2 separate regions of the Zea mays genome follow, and region 2 is linked to region 1. The links are chromatin contacts, called in public Hi-C maps. All regions are on one chromosome and are shown on one strand. The core of a region is the stretch at or near the end of the contact, and the rest is flanking DNA. Distances in the headings are between cores, read along the strand shown. Region 1 holds the start of LOC103639252 (protein SCAR2). Region 2 holds the start of LOC100274227 (40S ribosomal protein S7).

Region 1 (4,385 bases), core at 781-3,280:
CAGAACGACAGCATACTGGTACAGGCAAAGAGTGTGGGAGGACAGGTACTTGGAGACATTGTCGGCTGCGTTAGGGGGCTGGAAAATCTGGGCATTCTCAAGGTTAGGCCTGATCTCCTGCAAGAGTGGGACAAAATGAGTTTCATACACTGGGTCCATCAAATTTCCTGAAGGATAGTTTACAAAGCTGACTTCAGCCAGCGAATATACTCCATACTGGAGAACTTGGTGGTGTTTATTACCATGGCTTTGGGAGGTCTTCTTTCATCTCGAATTCCTTCCTCATGCGGCAAGGTGGAACATGCGGAATCCGTCCTGAAGAAAGACGGGTCGGTGTATCTCTTCAAGCACGCCCCCTCGCCGCCGATATCATACCTGCGCATTGAACGATGCTGCAACCGTCATGGTTCAGATCTTCTCAGTTGCCCCACACACACACACACTAGAGATAGGTCACACCATACTTGTCGAGCATGAAGAGCTTGGGTGGTCCGCGACACTGCTTGATTGACTCCATGATGAAGCGAGGCGTGTCGCCTCTCGTGACAACCCCTTGGTCGACCCTCGGATTCGAACGCCAATCGACACCTGCAGAAGGGATTAAATAATTTAAATTACGGCTTTCACAAATGAGGAGAAAAAAAGCAGACTGGTCTTGTTTCTTTGTTTACTAAAAATTGAGAAGTAGAGAAGGGTAAGCAGCAGAAGAAGAGAAATCTGCACTTGTTGGTGCTGAATGAACCCACCCCTGTTAGAAGCGACATGCAGGTAGTCTCTCTGGCAGGAGTCTCTCTCCAGCAGCGGCAGCTCTGCCTCCAGCTGCTGCACCCGGAGCATGAGGCCGTGCCCTCGCGCGGACGTGCTCATCACCTCGTCGTACAGGCCGTGGAACACCTGTGCAGCAAACCTGCAAGCCGTGCAACAATGAGGTGAGTTTTCAGTTGTCTTCCTGTTGCGATTTCTGTTCCGTTTCCTACTCCAGTTTTCTTTGCTCCAATCTCCGGGTATCAGAAACTAATTAATCGGAGCGTTCTTACATAGATGAAGATAAGAAAGGCTTTTGGAATTTGGTCTTTTTTTTTCTTCTCTCCCCCTAGAAAGGGCAGCAGCTATTTCGATTCACAATTACGCACTTATTATGATCGGAAAAATATTATGACGGCACATTTATCTCCCCGCTGCTGAGCTAGGAGTCCTAGCACAAGGCCGTCACAGAGTTAACGACCTGGAAAGTCAAATGTCTAATGCATCAATCGCCTACCTTTTCTAAAAAAAAAGGGAGGAAGGGTTCCAAAACATAGCATATAGCAAAAAAAAAAGCATTAGGTGATCCACTACGACCGAAATCCAAATTAAACGCGATCGGTCCAGGAACCATGACGCACGCAGCGATTCGAAATGCGTGGCATCAACAGCTGGTCCAGGAAAAATGGAGACGCTCGAATGCACCCACGGAATTCAGACGAGGACAGCAAAATCCTTATTCATGGCTGGGCGGACAAAGGAGAGAAGAGCAAGGCTGGAGAACGGGAATGGTGCGGCGCACGTACTCGGCGAGGTCGCCGAGCTGGCGGAGGACGCCGACGAGTCCGGCCATGGCGACGCCATCGAGGACGTCCTCCGGGTCGTGCTGGTCGGCCGCGCGGTAGAGGTCGCGGCCACCCAGCGCGTACTCGTTCCCGACCGTGTGCCGCGACAGGGGCATTGCGCGCAGTCCTCGAGACGACGCCTCCTCCTGCCGCTGCCCGTTGTAGCTTTTATCCCCCCGAGCAGGCGGCCGCTTTACACTTAGCTTCCACCGCCGGCCGCCGCTACGCTAACGAAGCCGCCTCAATGGATTGGCGTGGTGGTAGTGCTCTTGCGGCGAGCTAGCATCGGGGGCCGGCCTTTTTGTTTCTTCTTCCTCCCGCTCGCTGTCTCGTACTTGCAGGCGCGTCAACACGAGCAATGCAAGCAGGGACAGAGAGATAGGGAGGGGGAGAAACTGGGAGAGGGAGGCTAGTAGTTTCGTTTCGTTTCGTCCCTTGATACGTTCGTGCGTGACTGCGTGCCCCCCGCCTCCCTGGACTGCGAGGTCAAGCGGGACCCACTAGCGGCGGGGTGGGGACTAGGGATGGCAACGGGGAATTTCCCATCGGGTTTTAGCTCCCAAACCCGTCCCTGCGACAAAAAAATTTCCCCGCGAGGATCCCCGCGAACGCTTACGGGGGACATTTCTTCCCTATCCCTGTTCCCCGCGGGGATAAATCCCCGTCGGGGATTCCTATCCTCGCTTAAATTATAATTAAATTATACTTCATTTGTTATTAATGTGAAACATTGTCACTCATACACATTATTAGATGTAAAAAATCATTATGTGCGCATTAAAATCAATGTATTTGTACAACGGGTGATCTCTTGACAAGGTAATTTTTTATTCTTATCATTAACTATTACATAAAAATATTGTCACATGTAAGTTTAACGGGTCCCCGCGGGGAACGGGGATGAGGAATGCTTCTCCATTTCTGTCCCCGTTTACCCATCGGGGGAGAATTTTCTCCCATTTACATCTCCGTGGGCGAAGAAACTTCCCTATCCCTATCCCCTAATAGAGAAATTCCCTACGGGGAATCGGGAATCGGGTCTCCATTGCCATCTTTAGTGGGGACTGGGGCGCTTCTTCATGCTCTGGCGCGGTGCATGTGAACTGGCTAACGAAGCCTGTGATCGCGCGCGTACCCATTTACTGCCGTGCCCGTGCATCAAGTCGAAAGGTAATTCTCGTGAGTGATTACTGATTAGGACTTCTGGTAGCACGAATACTGGATGGAATTGAAGGGGTCAAAATTGAATAGCAAGAAGATTTTAGTTGGAAGGTGATTTTAGTCCTGCATTCCTTTCCGGTGTCTTTGCTCCTAACCAGGCTTTTAAAATAGCTGGGGTGCCGTATCCTTGGCACCAGTCATTATCTACCGCTGCGTCGTTTCGCAGCGACATCATCGCGCTGATTTTTATATTCTTTCCACCACCTTCCTTTCCAATGTCACGGATGGGAATAGAGACAATTAAACTGCTTATTTTTATTCCTTCTCTCATGGACTGGGGCGCTTCTTCATGCTCTGTATGTTCTCGCTGTTTTTTCACTAGCTAACGCTAATATCCGGAAAGGGAAGAGGAGAAGGGTTGATAGCGACTGCATGAGTGCGGGCCTGAAGAGGGAGGGGACGACGGAGATAAGACATGATCCAAATAATGGAAATAAAAGTTATATCTGAACCATTAGTTTTTATGATATATTAAGTATGGGTCCAACTTATTTAATGGATTTAATAGAAGTTATAAATGTAGAATGATTTGGTTGGATGATTTTTACAAAATTTTAACTGGTGGATTATATGCTACTATATATAGATAGATAAGGAACTTCCCCACGATCCTCATCCTCCCGAGAGAGCAGTTATAGCTACCGATGCCCGACCTTTCCATGCACATCTTCGCCATGACGTAGTACTGGGCGGCATTATTTTCTCGAAACTTTCATTTACTACCGCGCTACCGTCAGTATGAACAGCAAATGGAGAGATAAATCCTCCGGGGGGGGGGGGCAAAAGATGCGTCACATGATCGCTCCCTCCCGCGCATTACACGACAAGGATCACTATTCACAAGGCTACAAGATTTTGATGCCTGATTCGCCACAACAGAACGGCGGCAGGACCAGCGACGACAAGCCCCAACAAAACTCAAGCCAACCCAACCGCCCACCTATTCCAACCAGATAAGACCAGCACAGTAGCCTCGCTTACACGGGTGTGAGCACCACCAACAGAGACGCACGCCCACAAAAAGTGGCCGCCGTGCCGGCCGAAGCCAGAACGTACGAATCTACGGCGAACAGTCGAACACGCAGTATGCATGGGCGCACACGCACATTCATTCATTCATCTACTTCAAAGCTACTCATGCACAAACCTAATTGAGGGCCACGAAGACCCAACAGCAATCCCATAATGGCCAAATAGTGGGAAAGGAAGGTTGCACGCCTCCCATTCCATTAGACAAAAAAAAAAGGTCGCCACGAAGCCAACCATCCCACTACTGATCGAAATACTTGTTCAACAATCATGCCTGCGACTACTGGGTCGACACCTCTGATTCCGGCAATATACTATCGGCATATGTACACCTTGACCAGGTGGAAGGATATGTGGCCATGATTTTCGCCTCGCCTTCAAGCGAGAGATACGACCATGACCCGCCCAGCCCAACTTCTACCACTGTAGACTGTAGGCAGCAGATAATCGAGACAGCCCTATATATAGGCACAATACCAGACTTGACAAGAGCAAAAGCAGGCTCAACATAAAGACTGAGCACCAAACACGGTTTAAAAGTGGCAA
Region 2 (4,385 bases), core at 1,276-3,775, 150 kb before region 1:
GTTTTCTTTGCAGCAAGGTATTATCAGAAAAGCAAACCGGATCTGGATTGGGTGCAACTCAGCTCTGCGCACTAAACTAATTGCAGCACTGCATGATAGTGCAGTTGGAGGGCACTCTGGAATTCAAGCAACGTATCAGAGGGTAAAGAAGGTGTTCTGGTGGAAGGGTTTAAAAAATGATGTGACACAGTATGTGCAGCAATGTGCAATCTGTCAAAAGGCCAAGGCTGAGAGGGTGCACCCCGCAGGGCTGCTACAGCCTTTACCAGTTCCGCAAGGTATTTGGGAAGAGGTGACTATGGATTTCATAGAAGGGTTACCAAAGTCTGAGGGGTTTGATACCATTCTGGTAGTGGTGGATAGATTCTCGAAATACAGTCATTTCCTTCCTCTAAAGCACCCCTTTACTGCTAAAGGAGTTGCTCAAGTATTTCTCGAGAATGTGGTGAAGTTGCATGGGGTTCCAAGATCTATAGTGTCTGACAGAGACAAGGTTTTCACCAGTGCCTTTTGGAAAAATCTATTCCAACTTATGGGAGTGAAGTTGCTGATGTCCACTGCATATCACCCTCAAACTGATGGTCAGAGTGAGCGAGTGAATCAGTGCTTGGAAATGTATCTCAGGTGTGCTGTACATGACCAACCTAACAAGTGGAAGAGCTGGCTCGCTTTAGCTGAGTACTGGTATAATACTACACATCATTCGGTGTTGGGATGTACACCCTTCAAAGTGTTGTATGGCTATGAAGCACCATTGCTTGTTGCACCAAAAACGCTGGGCATGGAAGATAGGGAGATAGCTGACTGGTTTGCTGAAAGGAATGCATTTTCAATCATGTTAAAGGAGCAGTTAGCACGCGCTCAGCTTCGCATGAAGCAGTATGCTGACAAGGGCAGAACTCCCAGGGAATTTCAAGTGGGCGATCTGGTTTTGCTGAAGTTACAACCTTATGCACAAAAGACTGTGGTGAACCGATCCTGTCCTAAATTGGCATTTAAGTACTTTGGTCCTTTCAAGGTGATATCAAGGATTGGGGAGGTGGCATACAAGCTGGAATTACCTGGGAATGCACAAGTACATCCGGTTTTTCATGTGTCACAACTGAAGCCATTTCTGCCCTGTTATTCTCCAGTTTTCTCAGAGCTACCTCCTGCGGTGGATTTGTCTCAAGGGGGTATAGAGCCAGAGCAGGTCCTTGATCGAAGGATGGTGAGAAAGGGCAATCGAGCTATTGTTCAAGTGCTGGTGAAATGGAGTGGGGTACCTAAGGAAGCTGCAACATGGGAGGATTATGCAGTGGTCAGGGCACGGTTTCCAGAGGCAAACGCTTGGGGACAAGCGTTATCTGAGGCCCGGGGAGATGTCATGACTGAAGACGCGGACTGAAATGGATCTGCGGGAGATGGAGTGGCGCGAAGACTGGTGGACCGAGGTCAGCCAGCCAGGCATTTCTATTTCGTTGTTAATGGAGTCTGTAATGGAGTTGTGGGCTGTTAAGCCGTATTAGTGCCATCTTGGGCCGTAAATAATAGACCAGGGAGTTGTTGGTGTGCCTGTAAGTATTGTACTCGGTGCTTTGAGCCAGACATGCAAAATCAGAAAGGAATCAAATCTGTTGAAACTACCCAACCACTTATCTCTGTTCTTCTCTGCTTGTCTTGCGTCTCACGTCGCGGTGATCTCTACCGCTGGCAAGGGTCGTGACACAAGCAAGACGAAGCTGGACCATCTCAGCGTCGGTAGCAAAAGCTAGAACTCGTCTACGGTGATGCCGCCCCTGACGACCTCATAGTCGTCTAGGTTTAGGGTCTAAGCTACTTATTTGGGACGGGAGGGTTTAGGGTTTTCCGGACGGGAGATCTCCTTGTTGGCCCTCTGCCCCAGCCAGTAAGTGCCCACCTTGTTCTTGATCTCGTCCATCTATCGTCTCCTTCCTCTCTACAAACAGGCGATCGAGCGGCACCGGCGATCTCTCTGCTGCTGCCGCTGCTCCGGTGTTCCCTCCTGCGTACGATCTCTTGCTCTGATTCTAGGTTAACTTCTTTGCTACGCGGAGACGGAGAAGAAAGGAATCGTGGGAGGTGTGTCCTAGTTCACCAGGTCGCGCGTTGGGCGCGAGCGCGACCGGATCAAAGCGAGAAGCGGCGAGGAAGATGTGTCCTCCACCGCCGAGCAAAAGCGACAGCTCTTTCCTCTTCGTATGGGAAAAAACCGGCAGCTGACGACAGACGTGTGTAACTCGACGACATATTTCGTCACGTCACGTCTCGTCTCGCCTCTTCCCTTCATCACTTCCTGAAACCTCCGCCGTGAACGAAGCGAAGCCTTTCGGTGATACAATTGAGCCAGAATGCTATGGGCCTAAGATGCACAAGCGTAACACACCTCTCAAGTCGGGCCACAAAGTAGGCTTCGAAAATATTCGGCCACCCAGCCTTGTCGGCCCACTATCCGGGGCTAGGGTTTTAACCAAGCGTATAAGAGCTCCCACTCGCGCAGACACCCAAGCCTCCACCAAATTAAACCGCCGGCGCCTCCACTTCGCGTTCTCGCCTCATCTCCTCCCGCTCAGGTATCCATCCCTGCCCCCTAGTCTATCGTCGACCTGGCCGCCCGTTCTCTGCTTACCATCTCCCTTTGCGCTGTTTGCTGATCCGTGCTCTCCTTTTCGAATTTCCTCCGCCGCTGCAGGATCCGGCGGCGAAGGTAAGGCAAGATGTACACCGCGAGGAAGAAGATCCAGAAGGATAAGGGCCTTGAGCCCTCCGAGTTCGAGGACTCCGTCGCCCAGGTGAGCCGAGCTCTAATCCCCTTCTCTCCCCTCCCGTTATTGCGCTTTTATTCTTCGAAATGCTGCTGCTGTGTTGGGTTGCCCACGTGTCGGGGTTGTGATGTGCTTTCGGCCGGTTTTGTTGTACCTGCAGGCTTTCTTCGACCTGGAGAACGGTAACCAGGAGCTCAAGAGCGACCTCAAGGACCTTTACATCAACGGTGCTATGTAAGCTTACGCCCTTTGAGATGTAGAAGCCTGTGGTGTATGGCTGTGACATTCGGTGACGATGCTTGTCGTGACTCTGCAGCCAGCTGGATGTTGCCGGGAGCAGGAAGGCTGTTGTGATCCACGTCCCATACCGCTTGCGTAAGGCCTTCAGGAAGATCCATGTCAGGATCGTCAGGGAGCTGGAGAAGAAATTCAGCGGCAAGGTGAATTTCTCGTTTTTTTTGGTTTTACTGCTGCTGTCCGAAGTGTATATGCTAATTGTAGCAACTGCATAAGCTTGAACGGGGTAATGGATTTAGTTGCATTGAGATAACATACATGTATGCAACTTATGTTGATCATGGTTATTAAAGCGGTAAAACGTTACGAACCACCTTTTTAACATTTAACGTTTAAACGAATGCTGAAACGTCTTTTCAGACATTTCAAAAAATTTCAATTATAGAATATGTTCATACAAAAGCTAAGTACTTAAGTTCACAAAACAAAATGAAACAGATCAAGTTCAACCACACAAGTTACAACTTGTATCTATGATCAGTAACCATTAACTCTTGATGACTGAAAGTCTGAAACTAGAGAGGGCGTCACTGTTTGAACTGGAAGACTGAACCTAGAACTCTTGATGATTGAAAGTCTAAAACTAGGGAGGGCGTCGCTTCACTGGCCTGGCAGTGCTGGATTGTTGGAGGATGGAGAGGGAGGAGGGGGCAGAGGAGAGGAGAGGAGGGAGGCTGTGGGCTCTGGACGCAACCGGAGGGAGGGCGGCAGGCAACAGTGGATGCTGGAACCTGAGGAAGGGCGACAGGCGACGCTGGAGATGGATGCGGGTGGGTGGCGACGACCCTGGAGGAGAGGAGTCGGGCGGCGGCGCTGGAGGAGGGAGTCGGGCGGTGGTGCTAGCAGGACCTGGAGGAGAGGATGGAGGCGGGCAGCTGCGCTAGCAACAGCACAAAAGGAGAGTATGTGAACACACATAACGTCCTGAACACGCATAGAACGTATGAAAACGAGAAAACGACGTTTAAACGTGATAAACAGACGTTCTTCATGTTTTTGCTAAAACGACCGGACGTTCTAAACTCTATCCACATTTTTTTGTTTAAACAATGCTTAAACGACGTTTAAGCGACATTTTAATAATAATGATGTTGATTTTCAGGATTAGGATATGTAGCACCGAAGTTGCCATCCTATTGTAATTCTATTACCCTTGCATAAAATTGGTTGACATGAACAAACTAGCTGTTGTCACTGTCGATTATCAATAATGTCGTTGATATTTGTATTGCATCCTTTTGGTTCATTCAACCATTCCAATGTTTGAATTATTTGTTGGCGAAACAAGCAGAAGCTTCTGACCCCGCTTTACCGCTCTGTAGT

The links. Hi-C and Micro-C count contacts between places; a contact is called where the count stands out from the background.
Region 2: a Hi-C map of leaf shows a contact between it and region 1, with 5 times the contacts expected there. The contact joins the promoter of LOC100274227 here to the promoter of LOC103639252 in region 1. A contact is called at or near these places in 13 of 25 Hi-C or Micro-C datasets (bundle sheath, ear, endosperm and 4 more) and 1 of 3 datasets of contacts at active chromatin or transcription factors (leaf).

The regions. Positions count from the first base shown.
Region 1 is chr9:143,006,579-143,010,963 of Zm-B73-REFERENCE-NAM-5.0, reverse strand. It overlaps LOC103639252 (protein SCAR2), which reads right to left and starts at 2,030. Exons shown (of 9, transcript XM_008662013.3): 1 at 1,551-2,030; 2 at 747-907; 3 at 465-588; 4 at 243-375; 5 at 50-117. The coding sequence starts at 1,705. LOC100283511 (spliceosomal protein) reads right to left here. Exons shown (of 5, transcript NM_001156411.2): 5 at 4,380-4,385.
Region 2 is chr9:143,157,910-143,162,294 of Zm-B73-REFERENCE-NAM-5.0, reverse strand. It overlaps LOC100274227 (40S ribosomal protein S7), which reads left to right and starts at 2,525. Exons shown (of 6, transcript NM_001148598.1): 1 at 2,525-2,573; 2 at 2,693-2,792; 3 at 2,926-2,999; 4 at 3,082-3,205. The coding sequence starts at 2,718.